Regions from separate parts of the Zea mays genome. Here region 1 is linked to region 2. A link is a contact called in public Hi-C data. All regions are on one chromosome and are shown on one strand. Each heading gives the region's core, a stretch centred on a gene start, on an enhancer-like site or on the middle of the called end of the contact. The rest is flanking DNA. Distances are from core to core; before and after follow the strand shown.

Evidence for each region. Hi-C and Micro-C count contacts between places; a contact is called where the count stands out from the background.
Region 1: a contact with region 2 is called in a Hi-C map of ear, with 2.5 times the contacts expected there. The contact joins the promoter of LOC100278490 here to the promoter of LOC100273616 in region 2. A contact is called at or near these places in 2 of 25 Hi-C or Micro-C datasets (bundle sheath and ear).

The regions. Positions count from the first base shown.
Region 1 is chr4:162,229,420-162,233,833 of Zm-B73-REFERENCE-NAM-5.0, forward strand. LOC100278490 reads left to right here and starts at 2,211. Exons shown (of 2, transcript NM_001151752.2): 1 at 2,211-2,611; 2 at 2,725-3,174. The coding sequence starts at 2,520. The coding sequence ends at 2,914.
Region 2 is chr4:161,834,444-161,838,657 of Zm-B73-REFERENCE-NAM-5.0, forward strand. LOC100273616 reads right to left here and starts at 2,384. Exons shown (of 5, transcript NM_001148032.1): 1 at 2,254-2,384; 2 at 1,982-2,074; 3 at 1,643-1,909; 4 at 1,049-1,453; 5 at 1-566. The coding sequence starts at 2,268.

The DNA.
Region 1 (4,414 bases), core at 961-3,460, 390 kb after region 2:
CAACCATGGAAGCCGAGCTAGCTGCACTTGACACAGCAACCGTTGAGGCAGAATGGTTGCATGAACTCTTGATGGACTTGCCAGTGGTTGAGAAACCAATACCAGCTATCCTTATGAACTGTGACAATCAGATAGTGATTGCTAAAGTGACGAGTTCTAAGGATAATGGAAAGTCATCAAGACATGTCAAAAGATGATTGAAGTCTGTCAGAAAGTTGAGAAACTCCGGAGTTATAAGTGTGACTTTTATTTCAACAGATAAAAATCTGGCAGATTCTTTTACCAAGGGACTACCACGTAATGTGATAGAATTCGCATCAAGAGAGATGGGTATGAGACCCGAATAAAGTTGCCATGGTGGAAACCCAGTCTATGTGATCGGAGATCCCGTGAATTAGGTCCTAGAAAGAACAAGCCATTGGTGAACTGAGGAGAGTAACTTTTGACCCTCTCTAAGTAAAGATGCAATACTCTCAAATGCTGTAAGGCAGGTTGGCTTTGTGCCTTAATGTGTTCTGTTGGCTTGTATTAGTAAAGATGTTGTCCTACAGAACATTCCTGAAAGAACACACCTATATGAGTTAGACTGTCTAACGTCGCAGTCTATGAGATCTGGGTGATCTCTAGTAAACTCATGAAGAGACCTTGGAGTACGACGTATATGCTCAGCCCGAGAAGGGAACTACTGATAGCCAAGTACTGGTCATGACTTCAAGTGAAACCCATTCACGCAAAACTTACAATTCAAGGCATAGTCCATTGTTCAAGTTGTGGGTTAGTGTAGCTTAGAGTTCTAGGCGGAAGTTCAACTTAACAGTCTCTGCTGAAAAACTAGTATATTAAACAGTAGTGAACAGTGGCGAAAACTGCAAATGGGCATTTGAGATCTGGTGGGGGATTGTTAGGATTTATGGGCTAGGCCCAATTGAGAAATTCAAATAAATCCCAGGAAAATCTCAAAAGCCCATATAAGTGTATGACTAGGGAATAGGTGGAACCAATAGCACCATATTGCTAGTTCTAGTAGAGTAGAGCTAGCTTAAATATGGAAGTCACACTCACTCACCAAGTCATGGATGAGAGGAGAGAGTGTGGAGAGCCACACGCGCGCGCTCGCTCGCCTGGCCTGGCCTGGCCGGGGCGAAGGGCGTGGGCGCACGACATGCGCGTGAATGGTCCGCCGAAATCCGGCCCCTCGCCTTGCGGAGGCATGGCCTCCTTTTTGCCGTTTGAATTTTTGGTTACTTGGCTGTTACGTTTAGAATCCTAACTGATCGCTATAAAATCTAAACTGAACGCGAGATTCTCGTGGGCGGATAAGATCGGAGTTAGCTATCTAGTCGCGGACTCGGCCCTATAAAAGGAGCCCGATAGCCAGCATCCAAATCATCCCAGTTTCGCTTTCGCCTCTCTTCACAGCTGAGCCGCCTTCCAATTCTCTTCATCCCGACCGCAGGCGTGCATCTGCGATCAGGAGAGCAGGTCTCTGGGACCCTTCGCCTTCTAGATCCTGCACTCGGAGAGGGCGAATAAGGTTTTTGGGAAGCGTCTTCACGCGACTGCTCGTGGTCTTCTGACCTCGTCGACCCTACTGATTTCGCTACTTCGACGTTGTCGACCCTGCTGATTCCGGCGCGCGCCATCTATCAGTATGTCTAATCAGTACGCATCATCTGATTTGACTTTTTACTTCAGTTTTTGTGATTTGATCATAATTTATATTCGAAATTTAATCTGGAATTTGTCTAATTATTCAACACCTCCTTCAGATATGTTTTTTACTTGAATTCTTTCTAGATTCTCTTTATAGCTAGATTTTTTTCAAAAAAATTATTGAAGAAAAAAAACTAAAACAAACGTGCCCATGATATGGTATGGCTACTTGCCGGGAAATTCGTCGCGAGTCTGCCGAGTCGTAACCTGTTCCCAACAGGATCTCGCTGGCAAGTGGGGCTAACTACTGAAAACGACCCCCGCGACACCGTGACAGTTCTGACGAGAAAGCTGGAGCGCAGCGAGTGGACGAATCGCGAGCGTGGGATCCGCGGATCCGCACCCCGGCCGTGACCAGCGCGCCGGCCTCCACCTCCACACACGCTGACAGGCGGGGCCAGGGCGACATCCACGCGGTTCCTTCGTCCTGGCTTCTGCTGCCTCCGGGGCCGGGCTCCGGCATTATTAAACGGCAGCAGCTCCGCCTTGCCTTGCCTCCCCACCAAGCATCACCACGCATTTGACGCGGACGCGCGAGGAAGCAAGCACCGCCAGAGTCGGAGGGAAAAAGAAAAAAGAGCACGGACGATTCGCAGCTGCAGCCTGCACAGGCGGAGGCGAGGAGGAAGAGAGAGCCCCCCACGATCGGCTCGCCGGGACGGCCGAGGGTGCGGTGGTAGTGCGGGCGCGTGGCCCCGCGCGTGGAGTCGGGATCCGTATTGCTCTCTAGCAGCCGGCCGGTGGCGGCGCTCGGCGTCCGAGGCCAGAGCCCAGAGGGTGACTGACAGAGAGAGAATCGTCCATCCATGGGAGGATCCGGGCGCGGCGCGCATTTCTTGGACGCGTGCTTCCTCTGCCGGAAGCCGCTCGCCGGCAACCGCGACATCTTCATGTACAGGTAAAAAATAACGCGGCACCCGCTGTCTCCCCTGTCCCTCTTCCTTCCCCTGATCGCTGTATTCGAAACGGCGCCCTCACCAGCCGTGAGCCATGATGCATGGGGGCGAACAGGGGCGACACGGCGTTCTGCAGCGACGAGTGCAGGAGCGCGCAGATGGCGGCGGACGAGGCGGCGGCGGCGAAGGCCAAGGCCAAGGCCAAGGCCAGGGCGGTGTCACGTGGGGCCCTGCTGACCGCCAGGGAAGCGGAAGGCCCGCAGAGGCGCGGCAAGGTCCGGGCCGGCTCCGTCCTGGCCCTGTGACCCCGAGGGGGGTCTCTCACTCAGGGACAGCCTGTGTCTGCCGCGCATGGCATTTTTCTTTTTTTCTTTTTTCCTCTGCGTTTACGAGACGCGCCACCGGAGGGCATCAATTTCGTGTACACGGCCGGGTTTGCGTTTTTTTTAAGAGAAAACCTTGGGACCGTCCGGTGGTGCTGCTGGTTGCGTTGATTGCTGGTCCATGTAAACCGCACGTACATGGAACAATAAAAATAATAATAATCAAGATGACTAGTGCAGTATCGTGTGATGTGGAGACGCTGAATGTTGCTTTACGAAATGTTGATCCGTCTGTATGTGTACGTATGGTTATTATATCGCGTGCAAGAAAAGTTCGGAGCTACGTACGTCACCGGCCGCGCCGGCGTCTTTTGGTCATCTGGTGCAACAGGGGGGCGGCGACAGGTGGCTGGCTGGAGGGAGACACAACACCTCACAGTGTGATGCGATAGTGCTTATTTATAGCCCGCTGATTCTTGCATCGCATCGCATCGTAAGCGGACAGTTCATTACCCGGGAGGGACCGCCAAGCCGCCAAACGCATGGCAGCAGGTGCACGACGCCGAGTTGCTGCCGACGTGCTGGCGAGGGTACACCGTACACATGCCCTTGGCGCGGCACGCACGCACACGGATGATGTGTACTGCTTACTGATTGATCACACACACACACACACGACGAGACAGACGGAGGGCCGGTCGGTGCCGGTGCACTGCACTGAACTGGCTCCAGCTGCTCCACTAGAGAAACAGTTGCTAGCAGAGCACGCGGAGTCAGAGTGGCCGGCCGAGCTGGCCTGCGTCACCCACCCGTCACCGTCAATTTCGCTTGGCTTGCATGGGGCGGTGTCCGTGCCATGGGCCGTGACGACCCAACTACGAGCCACAAGGCGTTCGTCCATCGGACATATTCGGCTTGTATCGACTATCTCTACTACCTATTAAATCAGTAAGGATTAGACTGTCATTCCGTGTTCTATCATTCCCATTCTCTCCTCCCCGTCCTCCTTCAAAGCTCATTCTCATTCCCGGCTGTCATTCCTATTCTCTCAAAGCCCACCTGCTACCCTTACACAATGTGTAGTAGTAGATAATTATCAACGAGATTCCCGAATTATATTTTTAGATGGAGAGAGTAGTATTTAAAGAAGAGCCTTGCATGCAATTTCTTTTGTTTGAATACGTTTTCAACTTAAATTCTTTTTTTATATATGTGACATTTATTTTCCGTAATATTTTTTCTATGGATCTGACTTGTGAGTCATTTTTATAAACCAAAGCCAAAGATGAATCCATATTTCTTACTTAGAAACCCCGAACAAACACCACTGGCAGGAGGCGCTCGCGTTGACGTCGCTCATCGACGATGAGAAGAACCTTGACGACTGTCAATTCAACCTCTGGAAGCAGTCCTACTTGGCTGCATGTGTCGCTATGTTCGGCAAACTCCGACGCAGCCGTCGCTTGGACGCGGTCCAGAGCG
Region 2 (4,214 bases), core at 1,134-3,633:
AGTGCCAGTGCCACCGGCCGCGCCGCCTCGCTCTCGGCCGCGCACCGCTTGTACGGCACGAACCCTCTCCCGCCGAAGGAAGCCGAGCTCGCGCGCTTGGTCGGCCTCGGGATTGCGGCCCGTAGCGCCGCGTAGCCGTCGCTGGCGTTCTCTTGCCCGGGACCGTGGCGGGACTCCGCGGCGGCGCTGGAGGCCACGCTCGAACCTGTCGGCGACGACCCTTCCCTCTGCGCGCGTCTGTGATCCAGCGGCTCTGAAGCTTGCTGGTGCTCCTGAGCCGAAGCCTGCGGGTAGTAGAACACCGCGCACGGCGGGCTCACGATGGGTTGCGCCGCGAAGCCGTCCCGCCGGGGAACGAGGCACGTGAGCTCCGGCCACGGTTTCCACGAGCTCGCTCCTGCGGCACCGTTAGTAGGGCTCCCGTTTCTGGCTGCCTCGGCAACGCTCGCAGGCGGAGTGTCCGTTTCCAGGTCTTTCACTTTCACCACGACGACCTTGTTTCCGAACAGCTTCACGACTGGAGCTCCCGATCCTAGACGCGACACTTCGTGTGCATCACAGAGCACCTGAGATCCACGTTTAAACAAGTATGTCACAACTGCCAGATGGCAATTCTTTTGAATCAGGTCACGTTTTTGTTTTGTTTTGTTTGCATGACCTTGTAGTCTTTGGGTATGTTTGGATCGCAGCCTCACTTACCACACTTTGCCTAACTTTTCTGCTTAAGGTTAGTTCTTCAATTCGAACGACTAACCTTAGGCAAAGTGTGACATAGTTAGCCACGAACCAAACAGGCCCTTTATCTGAAATTGAGACGTACAGAGACAGTGCTGCCTATCTGCCGAGCCATTGGCAATTTTGCCATTATCATTTGTGGGCTTCGCCAGTATGCTATCAGACCCACAAATCATAGACACAGACGGTCCCACCAGTCATAGACACGGGATGGTATAATAACAGGCAACCAAATTTGAGAGTGGCAAAACAGCAAATTTCTCCTATCTGCCCAAGAACGAAACAACCGAATAAGTTAGCATTTGTACTGTACCTTGGTACATGGCGCTCTCGTCCTTGGCGATGCGCAGCCGTCCTCCCGGTCCACCGAGGAGGCCAGCGAGCCGCCGCCGTCGCCACGCTCGTTGGAACCGGCGTCAGACAGGGCTGGCGACCTGCTGGCGCTCGAGCTGTTCGCGACCACGCTGCCCGACACCTCCGCTCGTAACGCCGTGCGCGCCGAGGCAAGCACCGACGTCGGCGACCCTTCGTCCCGGACCCGGTCGCGCAGGGACGTCTTCTCCAGCCGCTTGAGCTCCGGCGCGGGCTTCTTGGCCGCGCCGTCCGCTTTGCGCGGGTAAGGGTGTGCCGGCTTCCTCTTGGGGCGCGGCGGGGGGATCTGGATCGCCGGCGCGGCGCCCGCGGAGGCGTTGCTTCCTGGCGACGATTCTCGGACCACCTTCAGCACACGACGCGATTCCGACATCAGAAAAGGTGTGGTGTAAGCCGACCGACGTCTGCTCTAGTAGCGAGTGGAGTGGACCATCGTTTTGTTTTTTGTTCATGGCAGAGACGAATGGATTCGTTTTGTTTACAATTACAATGGGACAGGGAGAGAGAGAGAGGCGAATGGTTACGCCAACACGACCTTGGTGAAGAACTTCTGCGCGTGGCTCCGGATTTGCACGGCAGTCTTGGTGCCGATGTGCTCTGCACGCACGCACGCACGCAGAAGAAGAGTGTGAGTGCGTCTCCTCGTCCTGATGAAGAAGGAACGAGAAGGGCGGCTCCGCGGCTGGGTACCTTGTATGCGGCGCCAGGCGCGACCGTGCAGCTGCAGGGCCTCGAGGAACCGACCGTGCTCCTCCTCCGTCCACCTCTCCCGCCGCTTCGTGATCGTGTACGGCTTCCGCGCCTGGTCAGGCAAGCGTGGGAGAAAAGAGTGAGAACACGCGGATCGCCACGGAATCTGCAGCCGCCGCTGTACCTTGGGCCGCACGTGCTCCTCCCCTGACAAATCCATGTCGCGGGGGTCCTCGCGACGATCCACGGCGGTCTCGCCGGTCGCCATCGGAATTTGCTGCGGGAAGCAGAGGAAACATCGATCCACGATTCAGACCCCCCCTCCCCGACAAGAAGGCGATTACACCATTCAAACCAATCGGGGGCTTCGGCTCGAGTGAATTTCAACCTCGATACGATCTTTCTCCCAGCCGGGCCAGGAAAACAATACAAGCAACGCGAGATCGTAGATGTTACCTCCAAACAGGGCATCTCCAGTGCTCGGGTCACTGGAGACCAAACTTCCCGAAAACAATCCGACCCAAGCCGCCGAGAGGTCGCCACCTTGCACTACACCTCGGGCCTCAACCTGCGCAAGGAGGGCGAGGAGAGGAGGGGAACGTTTCACGTAGGGGCAGATTTGCACTGGGGTGGGGTCTGGAGAAGACAAGAGGAAGGACGGGACGGGAGAAAAAGAGCATGGACAAGTTTGCCACATCGGACGGGATTTTTCCACTTTCCCTCGTTCTTCTCCCACCTTCCCTTCTCGTGGCTGCGATTTTCTCGGCTCTTTTTTTTTTCTTTGTCGTGGCATCCGGTGGGGATTCGAGAATTGAGTTGGAAGGATTTGTTGTTAGATTATTTTAATATCATATGGATTAAAGTGTATTAGAATTGATTGAGATGAATTTAGATTTAATATGAATTTAAACCGATTCAATACTATCTAATTCATATCGTTAACAATTGAAACATGGTCCTATAGACCCGGTTAAATGGCCTTTCTCTGCGTGCCTGGCTCGCACGTGTGAGTGGGACGCAGTTACTAAAAAAGAGGTAACTCGAATGACTAAAATGATGCTTGAGGAAAGCAAAAAATAAGGTTATGTTCCAATCTCGCGAGATAAACTTTAGCAGCTTTTTTAGCTACTTTTAGCCATTTATAATCTAAACAGGAGAGCTAATAGTGGTAATTGAAGCTAAACTTTAGCACTTCAATTCATATAGCTAAAGTTTAGCAGAAAGTTAAAGTTTATCCCGTGAGATTGAAACGGGGCCTAAAATATCCCTAGCCTCTAAATTCGTGGCCATATTAGGCCCTGTTCCAATCTCGCGAGATAAACTTTAGCAGCTTTATTTTAGCTATTTTTAGCCATTTGTAATCTAAACAGGAGAGCTAATGGTTGTAATTGAAGCTAAATTTTAGCACTTCAATTCATATAGCTAAAGTTTAGCAAAAAGCTAAAGTTTATCCCGTGAGATTGAAACGGGGCCATAGACAATCGGGTAAATATCCTAGACTCTCAATTTTGGAGCGATAGGAGCGTGGCGGCTGCCACGCTACGTGGACAACTGCACGGATAATAAGGCCCAATCTCACGGGATAAACTTTAGCTTCATGCTAAACTTTAGCTATATGAATTGAAGTGCTAAAGTTTAGTTTCAATTACCACCATTAGCTCTCCTGTTTAGATTACAAATAGCTAAAAGTAATTAAAAAAACTGATAAAGTTTATCTCGCGACATTGTAAGAGAGCCTTAAAAAAAAGGTGCTGGCTGCTGGGCTGACGCTCCACTGCGGATCAGATAAAAGCGGCGCACTGCCACTGTTGCAGGTGCGCTTTAAACGGCACGCAACACGCGGCGCTCCACTGCGGGCGGAAAGCCGGAAGCCGCGGTCGTCCATGGGGCCTGCCTGACACGCGGCGAGCCTCCGAGAAGCAGGACCAGGAAGGATCTGAGCTAAGTGGGCGGTCACTAAGGCTATCCGCAACCGTTATCTCTAAATTTTTCCCCATATATCACTTTTCCCCCTATTTCTTCCCTATTTTTTTATCTCCCGCAGCGGTTCCCCTCCTAAACACTCCCCATATACTCCACTACCACTATAAAATATCATTTTCTATATCAACTATCAATTTTTTATCTACTAACAATTACTCGTGGACCCACAGCATAGTGTTTAGAATGATGAATAGTGACACGCTAGATCTGGGGGGAGAGAGAAGGGGACCGACATGTAATAGCGCTGTAGGAGACACCGCTGTGGCCATAGGGTGCTCCCTACGCGCCGCATGCAAGGGGAGGGGGAGGGGCAGCGTCCACCGCTGCGGCTAGTCTGACCACAAGCTCCCCTGGGTTGGCGGCTTGGCGCCATATAATATAATGCTCCAAATCTCCTGGCCACATGTTTCTACGTCGTTGCGAAGTGGCCAAAC